Regions from separate parts of the Sus scrofa genome. Here regions 2 and 3 are each linked to region 1. Evidence: chromatin contacts called from public HiChIP or PLAC-seq data. All regions are on one chromosome and are shown on one strand. The core of a region is the stretch at or near the end of the contact, and the rest is flanking DNA. Distances in the headings are between cores, read along the strand shown.

Region 1 (3,986 bases), core at 393-2,892:
AAAGACAGGAAAGAAAGTGAGGATGTGAGAGGGAGTCAACAGACCGTTGGCCTTGCTTTCTATGTAAAAAAAATGGAGGTCAAGGAATTACAGAAGATATTAGTGCGGTGTTTCTCTGAAATGCCGTATGAATTACGATTTATGAAATTTATGAATTACGAAATTATACTGCTGTATGGCACTCAAAAAATAACAGTACGGTGGACACGGCCTTGGCTCTAAGAGCCTAGTACGTCGGGGGTCAGGTGGGCATCCAGGGACCTGGTTTTTCTTGTTCTTTTAAATCATAAAAGCGGTCACGGCTACAACACCTCATTTTATCACTGTCTTATTTCTGTTATAGGTCCTGTGAGCTTGGTTGGGTCAGGGGTCACCCAGAAAATAACCACCTTCCACTTCCTTTAATTATGCAAACTAGAGCGAGGTGACTGAGATCTTGCCTCTGGTCTGCAAGACACAGGGAGTTTTGCAAGCCCCAGGGAGTGCAGAATTTCCTGAAGATGTTGCACAGGGGCTGGCTTTTGCTGAAGTCGTACAGTATTCTCCTTTGCTTTGGTTATGACTGCAGAGGTGCTGGGAAGCCGACTGGAGAGCAGCACCGTGGAGCGGCCGGCTCCTCTCCGTGGGAGGCGACGCCCGCTCTTTGAGAGGGAAGGGCTCGGCTCTGCTGCCTTGGGCTAAAAGCACTGTGATCCAGTTCCACCTCCTGGCTCCTTCATTGGTAATTGGTTTTCCAAAATGCAAGGATTTTTGCTGACCGACAGGGACCTGAAGGCTTGAAAATTTAGACAGCAGAGAGCTAGGTGGCTGAGATTTTACAAAAGTCCACATTTTGCTAGTTTAATCTGGAAAAGGACACACAACCCAAAGAATAGGAGCCTTGTTGCAGAAGAACCAATTTCATTCATCAGGGTATTTTACCAGTAGTCGCGCTGGGCACCTGGCTATGCAGTCACCGCCCCGTGCTTCTCAGCTCCAGGCGGAGCTGCAGCGGGAGGAGAGCCTGGACGTGCTGCCAGCCCGGGAGCCGGGCCCAACTCGCTCAGGCCTTTCTAGACCCATTTCAGGTGAGTCACCCCTGCTCCCCACGCCCCCTCAGCCCAGCAGAGGTGACCTGGCCCTCCTTCCTCCTCTTTTCCTACCAGGGCCTCTGACGTGAGGCTATTAGCCATTCAGACTTCACACTGTAGCCCTTTCCTTGCCTCTCGGGAAATGTTTAAATGAGCAGGCAGATTACCTAGTCTCTGGACAGGACCATAAGCACAAGACACTGCGTGATACGTTACAGAGACTCCACTAAGTATAGTAAATCTGCTGGGGTTTTCAAGGGTTTGAAAATCTCAAGGTGATGGAATTATTCAAAGGGCAAGATTTTTTTTTAAGTCTCCATTCTCTGAGTATAACAGCGTATGAACTAGTTCCTGAAGTATTTAAATAGAAAGTGAAACTGAATCACACTGTTTACTTTTCATAGTAAAAGCTGTTGAGGATTCAGATCTTCCCTGAAAGAGCAACAGGGTTTTCAGAAAATGCTTCTTCCCATTGAGCTTCGGAGTTCCTAAGAAAACCTGGGGGTCATGCTTTACTGAGGGCAACACGTGGGGGGCAGGGCGGGGCGTCCTGGAGAGGAGGCGTCTGGGCTCTGAGTCAGCAGAGCACATGACCGAACCAGAGATGGGGTCAGATGCCCAAGGCCCAGGGAAGCAGCTGCTTCAGGCTTGTTTAGGTTGAGAGCTTGGCAAGTGGAAATACTGCTGTTGAGAGGAATCTCACAGTCCCTTTGAGAGTTAGTGTGGGTGAGCGGGAGCTCAGTGTGTATTCAGGGCGCAGAGCAAGTGTAGGACAAGTTAGGGAAAGAATGGATAAATGGGGGGGATCTCTCTCAATAAAACTGATTTGGTAGGTTTTTCATTTGGAGGGTTGAAGGGCAGTGTAGCCACTCTCCCTCCTGTGTGTTGGAAATACATGACTGCCCCAATAAAGTTCGTGTCCTGTTCTAAACCTGGCTGACCCCATCTTTTTCATCGTGTCTGCTGCTTTCCTTAGTTTTCTCCAAATCCCACATCTGTGTCTTGAAAGGAACACACCCTGGGTCTTACCTCCTCTGGGCCCTTCTTCTTGAAGCTGCCCAGGCCTGGGCCAGACTCCCCCTTTCCTGTCCCTCCGGCTTCTGGCTCGGCTTCCTCGCTCCCCAGCTAGCCCTCCAGGCCACCGTCGCTTCCCATCTCCGACCACTCCCGAGTGGCCTGTGCCTTTCGCTGGGGTGACCATACAATTTAATGTCTAAATCAGAGCGCTTGAGGAAGTAAGAGGAGGTGCTTGTACTTGATGCTGCCGCCGAGTTGACAGTTAGAAACTGGAGACTCTCCCAGGCAAACCAGGATGCACGGTCCTCTGAGGACAGCGACTGGTCTGTGTGTCCTTTCTTATGTTCAGCTAGTACTTTAAAAACGAAATTTTTTATGTTGAAATAATTTGAGATTTACAGAAAGTGGCAGAGTACAGAGTTCGTGTGTGTATCACTCACCCACTTTTCCCATCATTTACGTCTTGCATTTCTGTGATGACACTTGCTGAAACTAAGGAACTGCATGGTTTATTGCTATTAATTACATTTTAGATTTTATTTGGATTTCACCAGTTTTTTTCATTAATGTCCTCTTGCTTTTCTTTCTCTCTCTCTCCCCTCCCTTCCTTCCCTTTTCCCTGCCTCCCTCCCTCCTTTCTCAGCTGAACCCATGGCATATGGAAGTTCCGGGCTAGGCATCGAATCTCAGCTAGAGCTGTGACCTGTGCTTCAGCTGCAGCAATGCGGGGCCTGGGATGGAACTGGTGCCTCCACAGACACAAGCCATCATTAACCCACTATGCCACAGTGGGGACTCCCTTTGATTTTATTTATTTATTTATTTTGCTTTTTTTAAGGCCGCACGTGCAGCACATGGAGGTTCCCAGGCTAGGGGCCGAATCGGAGCTGTAGTTGCCGGCCTACACCACAGCAATGTGGGATCCGAGCCTCGTCTGTGATCTACACCACAGCTGACAGCAATGCCCTCCTCTTCATACCCATCAGGGGACACAATATGCACGTGACGCCACGCGGGACGTGAACCCGCATCACTCGGGGAAGGTGTTTTTCCTCTTCCTGTTCTCTTCTTTGGGAGCAAGTCACCGAGTTTCACCTGCCCTTCAAGTGTGAAGAAGCCCCGCCTCCTGGAAGGGATAGTTCTACATATAGTTTTATTCTTTTCTTTTTTTTTTTGAGGTTCTGGTGTTTTTTGTTTGTTTAATCACTTTTCTTTTTTTTGGCCATTTCTTGGACCGCTCCCACAGCATATAGACGTTCCCGGGCTAGGGGTCGAATTGGAGCTGCAGTCACAGGCCTACACCAGAGCCACAGCAATGTGGGATCCGAGCCGCGTCTGCAACCTACACCACAGCTCACGGCAACGCCGGATCCTTAACCCACTGAGCAAGGGCAGGGACCGAACCCGCAACCTCAAGGTTCTTAGTCGGATTCGTTAACCACTGCGCCACAACAGGAACTCTTCTTTTTGTGTGTGTGTGTGTGCGTGTGTGTGTTTTCTTTTTAGGGCCACACAGGCAGCATATGGAGGTTCCCAGGCTAGAGGTGTATGTGGTGTGTGTGTGTGTGTTTTGTCTTTTTAGGGCCACACAGGCAGCATATGGAGGTTCCCAGGCTAGAGGTGTGTGTGTGTGTCTTTTGTCTTTTTAGGGCCACACAGGCAGCATATGGAGGTTCCCAGGCTAGATGTCGAATTGGAGCTGCTGCTTACACCACAGCCACGGCAACGTGGGATCCGAGCTGCATCTGTAACCTACACCATAGCTCACAGCAACGAGCTGTGGGAGCAAGGCCAGGGATTGAACCCAAAACCTCATGGTTCCTAGTCAGATCCATTTCCGCTGCACCACAACGGGAACTCCTTTATTCATTCATTTATTTATTTCAAGACTGATATTTA
Region 2 (3,986 bases), core at 1,041-3,540, 220 kb before region 1:
TAGTCAAAAAGTTTGTCAGATAACTGCCACATTTCCATCTGTAGACTCTTCAACTGCCGTACTTCTTATCTACACAGATAAATCCCCCAAATACCCAAAAGAGAACCCATTTTTTTTCTTTTCCTCCTTTGTATTTTTCAATCATAATTCTAGAGAGATTTTTTTCCTTCCGTGTTAGTCACATACATGTTGCCGTCCATAAGCGACTCTTTTCCTCTTGACTGTCTAATCATGAAGTGTGCATTCTACCATTCTCCGCACTCAGATGGGCAGCCCCTGGGTGAGGAGAAGGTTCTTGGTCGCTAGGATTTGGTGAAGGTAGTAATCCCTCTAAGATAAGACCCAAAGGTCCCGATTCCTGTCTCTGTGGCCTGTTCCCTTGTTCTCACTTTAGTCCCGGGTCCTCTCAGCTAGGGAGCTGGAAATGCTTTCTCGCTGCTGCATATGCTAAGCTTCTGCAAACAAACAGTCCTGGACTCTTCCCATCCCCGGCACCCCATCCTCGACACGGCTCCAAGTCCAGCCGATGATTGGCTTGAGCGCCCCCACCTCGGAAAATGGGGAGCTGCAGCCGTGTTGAATGCAGCCCTTAGAGCTGGAGCTGCAGAAATTCGGGGTTGCTTAGCTGGGAGGCTGAGGACTGGGTATTCCTCCCTTAGTAGGGATCCAGTCTCTGATGTCTTAGTCTTAGGCAATTTGGGGGGAATAAAGTTGAGCTTCTGATTATTGTAAAGCAGCAGGCCACTCGTGCCTCCTGGAGAATGCCTTTATTATAGCATACAGTCTTCCTACTGGGCCAGTGTTCTTTTCCCTTGATTTGATAAATTTCTTCTTATATTAGTCGTAAGGGAATTATGATGGGGTGAGAAAGTAGTTTACTTTTTTTTTTTTTTTTAAAGTAAATCCATGTAGGGCAGTGGCAGTGAACCCATGTGCTCTGGGAAGAGGAAAATAAATGAATAAATTTTGAATAGACTTCTCACTAGCCCATGAACCTGTGAATAATGCTGTATTGCATTTTCTCAGTCTCAGCTGCCAGGAGAAGTCTTTGGAAACACTTGGCATATTCAGGCAGTGTGCCTCTACTACCAAGTCAAGAGTATTCTAATCGAATTGAAACCAGGTGGCAACCTGTCTAGTCTTCCTGAGTTTTTGTTTTTGTTTTTTAATTCACTGTTTTTACCAAAAAAGAATAAAAATAGATGGTTATAAGTACACATTCTGTAGCGTCTACATATTCTTAATGAGTATATAAATTCTTTTTCTTATATACCATGACTAAGTAGCTAATGGGGAGAGATTTGATAGTATCAATACAAGTATTACTTCTGGAAAATCCAGTTCTCTCAGACAGAAGGACTTCTTCATTCTATCCATAGCGTTGGAAAACAATTCTAAAGATTTTCCTTAGAAAGTTCTAAAATTTGGTAGAATGACCAATTTTGAAAAAAAGGAAGGAAGTAGTGTTCATATCTTCCTTTCTTTTTTTTTTTTTTTTTTTTTTTTGTCTTTTTGTCTTTTTTGTTGTTGTTGTTATTGTTGCTATTTCTTGGGCCGCTCCCGCGGCATATGGAGGTTCCCAGGCTAGGGGTCGAATCGGAGCTGTAGCCACCGGCCTACGCCAGAGCCACAGCAACGCGGGATCCGAGCCGAGTCTGCAACCTACACCACAGCTCACGGCAACGCTGGATCCTTCACCCACTGAGCAAGGGCAGGGACTGAACCCGCAACCTCATGGTTCCTAGTCGGATTCGTTAACCACTGCGCCACTACGGGAACTCCCATATCTTCCTTTCTTTATGGAAGGGGTATGCTTCGTATTTCAAGAACAGTCACTTTTTCTATGATAGCAATAGTCAGGGTTTAAAAAATATTCTGAAGGGCTTCTAATATTAAAAGAGTTTCTCACCTAATTCTCACTTCCTGCAATGTCATTAACCAGTGGCAGTATTTTTAATAAATTTCTATAAAGTTGTTTGTAGTTTGCATTGGAGAAATGCATAGTTTGAACTTTGACAAATGTGTACACCTGTGTAAAGTCCACACGCCCGGGAACACAGATGATTTCTGTCATCCTAGAAAGTTCCTTTGTGTCCCTTTTAGCAGCCCCACCCTCTGAAACCGTTCTTCTGATTTTTATCGCTGTGGGTATATTTTGCGTGTTCTTTTTTTATATAACAACTTTTTTGAGCTGTAATTCATATATGTTGCAATTCACCCGTGCGAAGTGTACAATTCAGTGGTTTTTCATGTACCCACAGAGTTGTGCAACCATCACCACGGTCAGTTTTAGAGCCTTGTCATCACCCCCAAAAGGAACTGCATATCCATCAGTAGTCACTGCCTGCCCTTCCTGGTTCCCTCACTCCGACTCCCATCTTCAGCAACAACTAATCTACTTTCTGAATTCTGGCCATTTCATAAAAATGGAATTATACAGCATGTTTCCTTTTGTGACTGGCTCCTTTCACTTAGCGTCGTGTTTTCTAGGTTCATCCATGTTGTAGCATGTATCCGCACGTCATTTCTTTTCAGGACTGAATAATATTCCACCTTTTGGATATACCAGTGTTTTTATGTATTCAGCAGTTGGGGGACATTTGGATTGTTTCCACGTTTTGGCTATTATAGATAAGGCTGCCATGAGCATTCATTGTGTAAGTTTTGTGTGGACATAGATTTTTGTTTCTTTTGAATATATACCTAGGAGTGGAATTGCTGGCTCACATGGTAATTCTATGTTTAGCCATTTGAGGAATTGCCAGGCTGTATATCTTTGGAGAATTTTATTTATTTATTTTTGTAATCTATTTTATTATTTATTATTATTATTTTTTAATAGTTATTTCCTCTTTGGACAATTTTGTATTCTTATTCAATGCCCATTTTTATTTAAATTGGTTTGTTTGCCTTTTTATTACTGAATCATAAGTTATTTATATATCCTATATAGAGATCTCATGGGTTGCAAATATTTTTCCCCATTTTGTGGGTTTTCTCTTCACTTTCTTGATGGCATTCAGTGAGGTACAAAACATTTAAAATTTTGATGAGTCTGAGATATATGTGAATATAAATATTATCATAAATATGTATTAGACTCATCAAATATATATGTATATTCTTGTCATTTGTGCTTTTGGTATTGTATTTTTTTTTCTTTTTCGGCCATACCTACAGAATTTCCTGGGCCAGGGGTCGAATGGGAGCTGCAGCTGTAGCCTGTGCCAGAGCTGTGGCAATGCAAGATCCAAACTGCATCTGTGACCTGTGCCACAGCTTGCAGCAACACTGGATCCTTAACCCACTGAGCGGGGTCAGGGATCAAACCTGCATCCTCACAGAAGCTATGTCATGTTCTTAACCCGCAGAGCCACAGTGGGAACTCCTGGTAATTAAGAAAGCTTTTCTTCTATGATATTCTTGTTCTTGAACTTCCTATAAGGGGAATCCTATGGTATGTATTCTTTTGCATCAGGCTTCTTTCACTCATCCCAATGATTCATGTATGTTGATGTACGTATCAGCAGTTTCTATATACTACTGAGTGATATTACAATGAATGAATATATCACAATTTGACCATTTATTTTTCTGAATATTCGGGTTGTTTCTGGGCTTTGGCTGTCATGAGTAAAGCTTCCCTGAACTTTGAATTGCAGGTCTTTTTGTGGACATGTGTTTTTTTTATTTGTCTGGCTGAGTCATATGAAAATTGCCAAACAGTTCAGGTGGTTGAACTGCTACGTACTCCTGGCATGGGTATGTCAAAGCGCTCCCGTCTTTGGCCACACTTGGTCTGACCAGTTTTAGAATTGTAGCCATTCTAATGTCTATGTAGTGTGTGGTTTAAACTTGAGTTTCCCTAGGGACTTAAGGATGTTAGATGTTTTCTGTTGTTTGTTGGCCACTTGACTGTTTTGTTTTGGAAAGTGGCAGTTTAAGTTCTTATTCATTTTTAACAAATGTGTTGTTTGCCTTCTTAA
Region 3 (3,986 bases), core at 1,006-3,505, 130 kb before region 1:
TCCAGGAGTTCAACAGCAAAGATGCAAGATGACCCTGGGGCATCTTGCAGTGTCAGAAGGTGGGCAGGTGCTCCAACATAAAACTCTACACCAACAGGATTATGTTAAAGGGCCCCAGAGAAGCCAACTGCAAAAAAGCTCCAAATGGCCAAAGACAGAACCATGTTTAAGGTAGGAAAAAATATTTAACATAGTAGTGGGTTACAAAAGGTATAAAGTAAATACCCACGGATGCATACTGATATAAATAGTGATTGAATAAATTAGCAAATGAGGGAGAAGAGATCATCTCTCTGTGAAAGAATTCCAGATAATCTTTGTGGATACTCTGCCTTCAGGAGGGAAGTATAAATTTCTATTCCCTACGTGTAGGCTGTGCACAGTGACTTCCTTCCAAAGGGTATCGTGTGGGAAGGGCGAGGAGAAGAGTAACTTTACCACAGAGGACCCTCTCCCAGATCCAAGTCAGCGTCAGCGTTGTAAATCGCACTGGTAGTATGTACCCTTGGTTGGATGTGATGAAGTGGCACTTCACCTCTGCGTTCCCCCAGTAACCCGTAAGCACAGTCTTACCATGAGAAAAGTAGCAGACAAATCGTGATAGTGGAGCATCTGACAAAATACCTGACCAGTAATACTCCCCAAAGCTATCAGGATCATGAAAAACATGTGACGTCTGAGAAAGTAGCACAGCCATGAGGAACCTAAGAAGGTATGACAGCTAAATGTAACGTAGTATCCTGCATGGGATCCTAGAACAGAAAAAGGGCATTAGGTTTAAAAAAAAAGAAACTTGCATAGTTAGTAACAATGTATAGATATTAGTTCACTAATCCTAACCACGTGGATATTAATAATAGGAGAAACAGAAGTTTCCCTGTGGCACAGCAGAAACTAATCCAACTAGGAACCATGAGGTTGCGGGTTTGATCCCTGGCCTCCCTCAGTGGGTTAAGGATCTGGCATTGCCGCTAGCTATGGTGTAGGTTGCAGATGCAGCTCAGATCTGGTGTTGCTGTGGCTGTGGTGTAGGCTGGCAGCTACAGCTCTGATTAGACCCCTTGCCTGGGAACCTCCATATGCCATGGGTGTGGCCCTAAAAAGACAAAAATAAAATAATAGGAGAAACAGTGCAAGGGAGTTTATGGAACTCCTCTCAGTTTTTCTATAAATCTAAAACTGAGAAAAGTTGTTACTAAAAATAGTGTATATAATTCCATGAATTTTAGGAATCCCTGGAATTATGTAGAATTTTAAGTATTGGTCACAAAGTTAATCCATTTCAAATTAAACTGATTTATAAGAAATATTTTCTAGCTTTTAGACCTTGTGCAAATGCATTTTTCATGTGTGTATTTTGCTGGTTTTATAAGAAACATCACTTTAAAATGTGTGGTTTTATTTCTCTTCTGAAATGGAATTAAATCAGTCTCTGTAGTAAGAAAAAATTTTTGAATTCTCTCTTCCATACTTTTCATCTTACCTTATTATTTCTTAAAAGTATTTATATGTACTTTTTTTTTCTAGTTACTAAAACGTAAAGAATGTCCAAACCTTTTTGTCTGTGACCTGAAGTTACAGGAAACTGTTTTAGAAACTTACCAATAGTACATGGTATGAGTATGATTTGTTTTTAGATATTTCAAATGAGTCACTTGAAGTCATGGAGGGGCTACTATTTACCACATTTACCATTCTGATTAATTTGTCTTAGGGCAAAGTACAAATCAGTAATAACTTACTAAAGCTTAGTGGTTGCTATTGATGTTTCAGTAAGGCTATGTTGATTAATCACGGTGATTGCTTATCAACTGTCACGGATTTACTCAAATCATTGTGTTTTCTGTTACTATAGTAATTTCATATGCAGTTATAATTTGCTTAATGTATTTTGCTTTAATTGAAAATATCAAATTAGGACTGAGAAATCGTGCCCCTGCTGTGGCAAGTTAATATGGTTGCCTCTGTGACCGTTGAACATAGTTTCATAATATAGCCTTGAAAAAAAAGTATTATTTAACTTTTAAAACAGTCAAGACAATGGCTTTTAATGGTCTCTAAAATAGTATAACTTTTTCAAAGGAGAGAGGGAGAGCTTGTATATATCCTTATGTAGCATAATCTCTCTTTTTGTTACATTTTTCACTTGTGGGTGTAATTTAAAATACTTTTTTTTAATGTAAGCTTTACCCTTGCATTTGAGACTAAGCAACCTGCATTGTGTCATGACCCTTTAATACCACAAACCTTCTGTAATACTACTCCCAGTGAAAAACCCACATCCTATGCACAACCTTAGATTTATTTTGAAATCTCTATGAAGAGAGCATAGAGAGATTACTAATTGTTTCTGTTATTTCCTTTAAGGGTGTGATGTCTGTTTGTAAACCGTGTTTTAAATTTTACTTTGTCAGGCTTAAAATGTTTAAGTATATGAAGTACTGATTTCCTATCCTAAAGTTCCTGTGTGAAAGTTTAATAGCTACTGATAAGCTTCGGTTCAGAATTGGGTGGCATGTAGACATGTCGAGCATTCAAGAAAGGAGAAAGCAGGATACTAGGCAGCAGCCAGTTTTCTAATACCACTCCACTGGCCAGCCCGATGCTAGTAAACAATTGCCAGTTTAAACAGTAAGCCACCATTTTTCCCGTTTCGTTCTTTATTATTGTTATTTCCTTCCTTCTGTTTTAGATTTGGTTGGTGTTCTTGTAACTCCTTAAGATGGATGCGTAAATCTAACATTTTTATTTAAAAGCATTGGTAACTGCTCATCGTTAGGAGAATAGTTAAACCATAGTGGATCCGTATTTGGAAAAGTCTATATCTTTAGGAAAGAATAAGGAAGGATTTGCCAGACTTAATAATGAGAAAAATTATAGACAGAACGTATGTCATAATTCTGTGTTGTGTATGTTAAGAAGTATGTATGTGCATGTATGTATTTAAATACATTGGAACACCTGCTCTGACGCCTATCAGAGCTCTCTCTGGGGACAGTGAAGGGCTTGGTGCAAAAGAGCAAGGGGCACTACATTTTTTATGCCATATGAATTTATATGATTACCAATATATTTTTGTAATGTACATACATTTAAATAACTTTTAAGGTAACCATTGCTAGATTGGAAATAAGAATTAGCACTTCCAGATGATTATAGGAAAATAGCATTGAAGACAACTTGATCAGCTTAGCGAAAATGCCACCCTCCTCTGGCCTTCAAGGCTCTCAGTTGTCTGGTTCCTGCCTGCTTCTTTGACTGCATCGTAAACCACACTCCCTTCCCATCATGCTCTGGCAACACCAGCTTGCTTTTTGTCTCTCGAACCGAGCTCATTCATTCTCATTGGCTTTTGCTCTTGGTCTTGCTGACATGTGGGATACTGTGTTCCTGATTCTCCTATGGCTGGTTCCTTCTCATCATGTATATCGCAGCTTAAAAGCCACTAACATGGAGCTCCCTGGTGGCCACGTGGGTTGAGGATCCAGTGTTGTCACTGCTGTGGTATGGGTTCTGTCTGGCCCGGGAACTTCCACATGCCACAGGTGTGGCCGGGAAAAAAAAGACACCAACTCATAGAGATGTTCTCTGCCCACCTTTGTCAAATAGGCCTCTAATGTTGTTACTCTCTGTCTCATAATCATGTTTGATATTATTTGTAGCTCTTCACAATGTCTGAAATTACCTTCACTTTAAAAATTAATGTCCACCCACAGGTAACATATTAGAACCTTGTTTGTCTTATTTACCGCTGTATACCTTGAACCTGGCACATAACAAGTGGCCAGAAAGAGCTGTGGAGTGAATCTTAGGAGGCAGGAAACAGGCATGTAAATGAGAGTGTAATACTATGATGCTGGAAGAGCAAGGTAGGTTCTAAGTCTTTTTTCTGAGGTGTAGTTGATGTGCACTGTTATCTAAGGCTCAGGTGTTGAGATTCCTCTGTTTAAATACTGCCCCAAAGGTGGATTGAAACTGACCCCATA

The links. HiChIP or PLAC-seq counts read pairs in DNA pulled down with a chosen protein or histone mark.
Region 2: an H3K27ac HiChIP or PLAC-seq map of alveolar macrophages shows a contact between it and region 1. The contact joins two enhancer-like sites. A contact is called at or near these places in 1 of 47 Hi-C or Micro-C datasets (epiblast stem cells) and 1 of 2 datasets of contacts at active chromatin or transcription factors (alveolar macrophages).
Region 3: an H3K27ac HiChIP or PLAC-seq map of alveolar macrophages shows a contact between it and region 1. The contact joins two enhancer-like sites. A contact is called at or near these places in 1 of 47 Hi-C or Micro-C datasets (blood) and 1 of 2 datasets of contacts at active chromatin or transcription factors (alveolar macrophages).

Annotation. Positions count from the first base shown.
Region 1 is chr4:124,682,264-124,686,249 of Sscrofa11.1, forward strand. The region is part of intron 2 of LOC110260382 (a long non-coding RNA gene); the gene reads left to right. Among named protein-coding and RNA genes, the nearest start is that of GFI1, 64 kb to the left of the region's middle. Within about 2 kb of position 1,643, at least 46 of the 83 cell types and tissues checked have an H3K27ac peak or open chromatin away from gene starts, as enhancers often do. A contact at or near this core is called in alveolar macrophages, where this site is marked.
Region 2 is chr4:124,460,946-124,464,931 of Sscrofa11.1, forward strand. The region is part of intron 2 of EVI5 (ecotropic viral integration site 5 protein homolog); the gene reads left to right. Among named protein-coding and RNA genes, the nearest start is that of EVI5, 95 kb to the left of the region's middle. Within about 2 kb of position 2,291, at least 4 of the 83 cell types and tissues checked have an H3K27ac peak or open chromatin away from gene starts, as enhancers often do. A contact at or near this core is called in alveolar macrophages, where this site is marked.
Region 3 is chr4:124,549,021-124,553,006 of Sscrofa11.1, forward strand. The region is part of intron 16 of EVI5 (ecotropic viral integration site 5 protein homolog); the gene reads left to right. Among named protein-coding and RNA genes, the nearest start is that of GFI1, 69 kb to the right of the region's middle. Within about 2 kb of position 2,256, at least 8 of the 83 cell types and tissues checked have an H3K27ac peak or open chromatin away from gene starts, as enhancers often do. A contact at or near this core is called in alveolar macrophages, where this site is marked.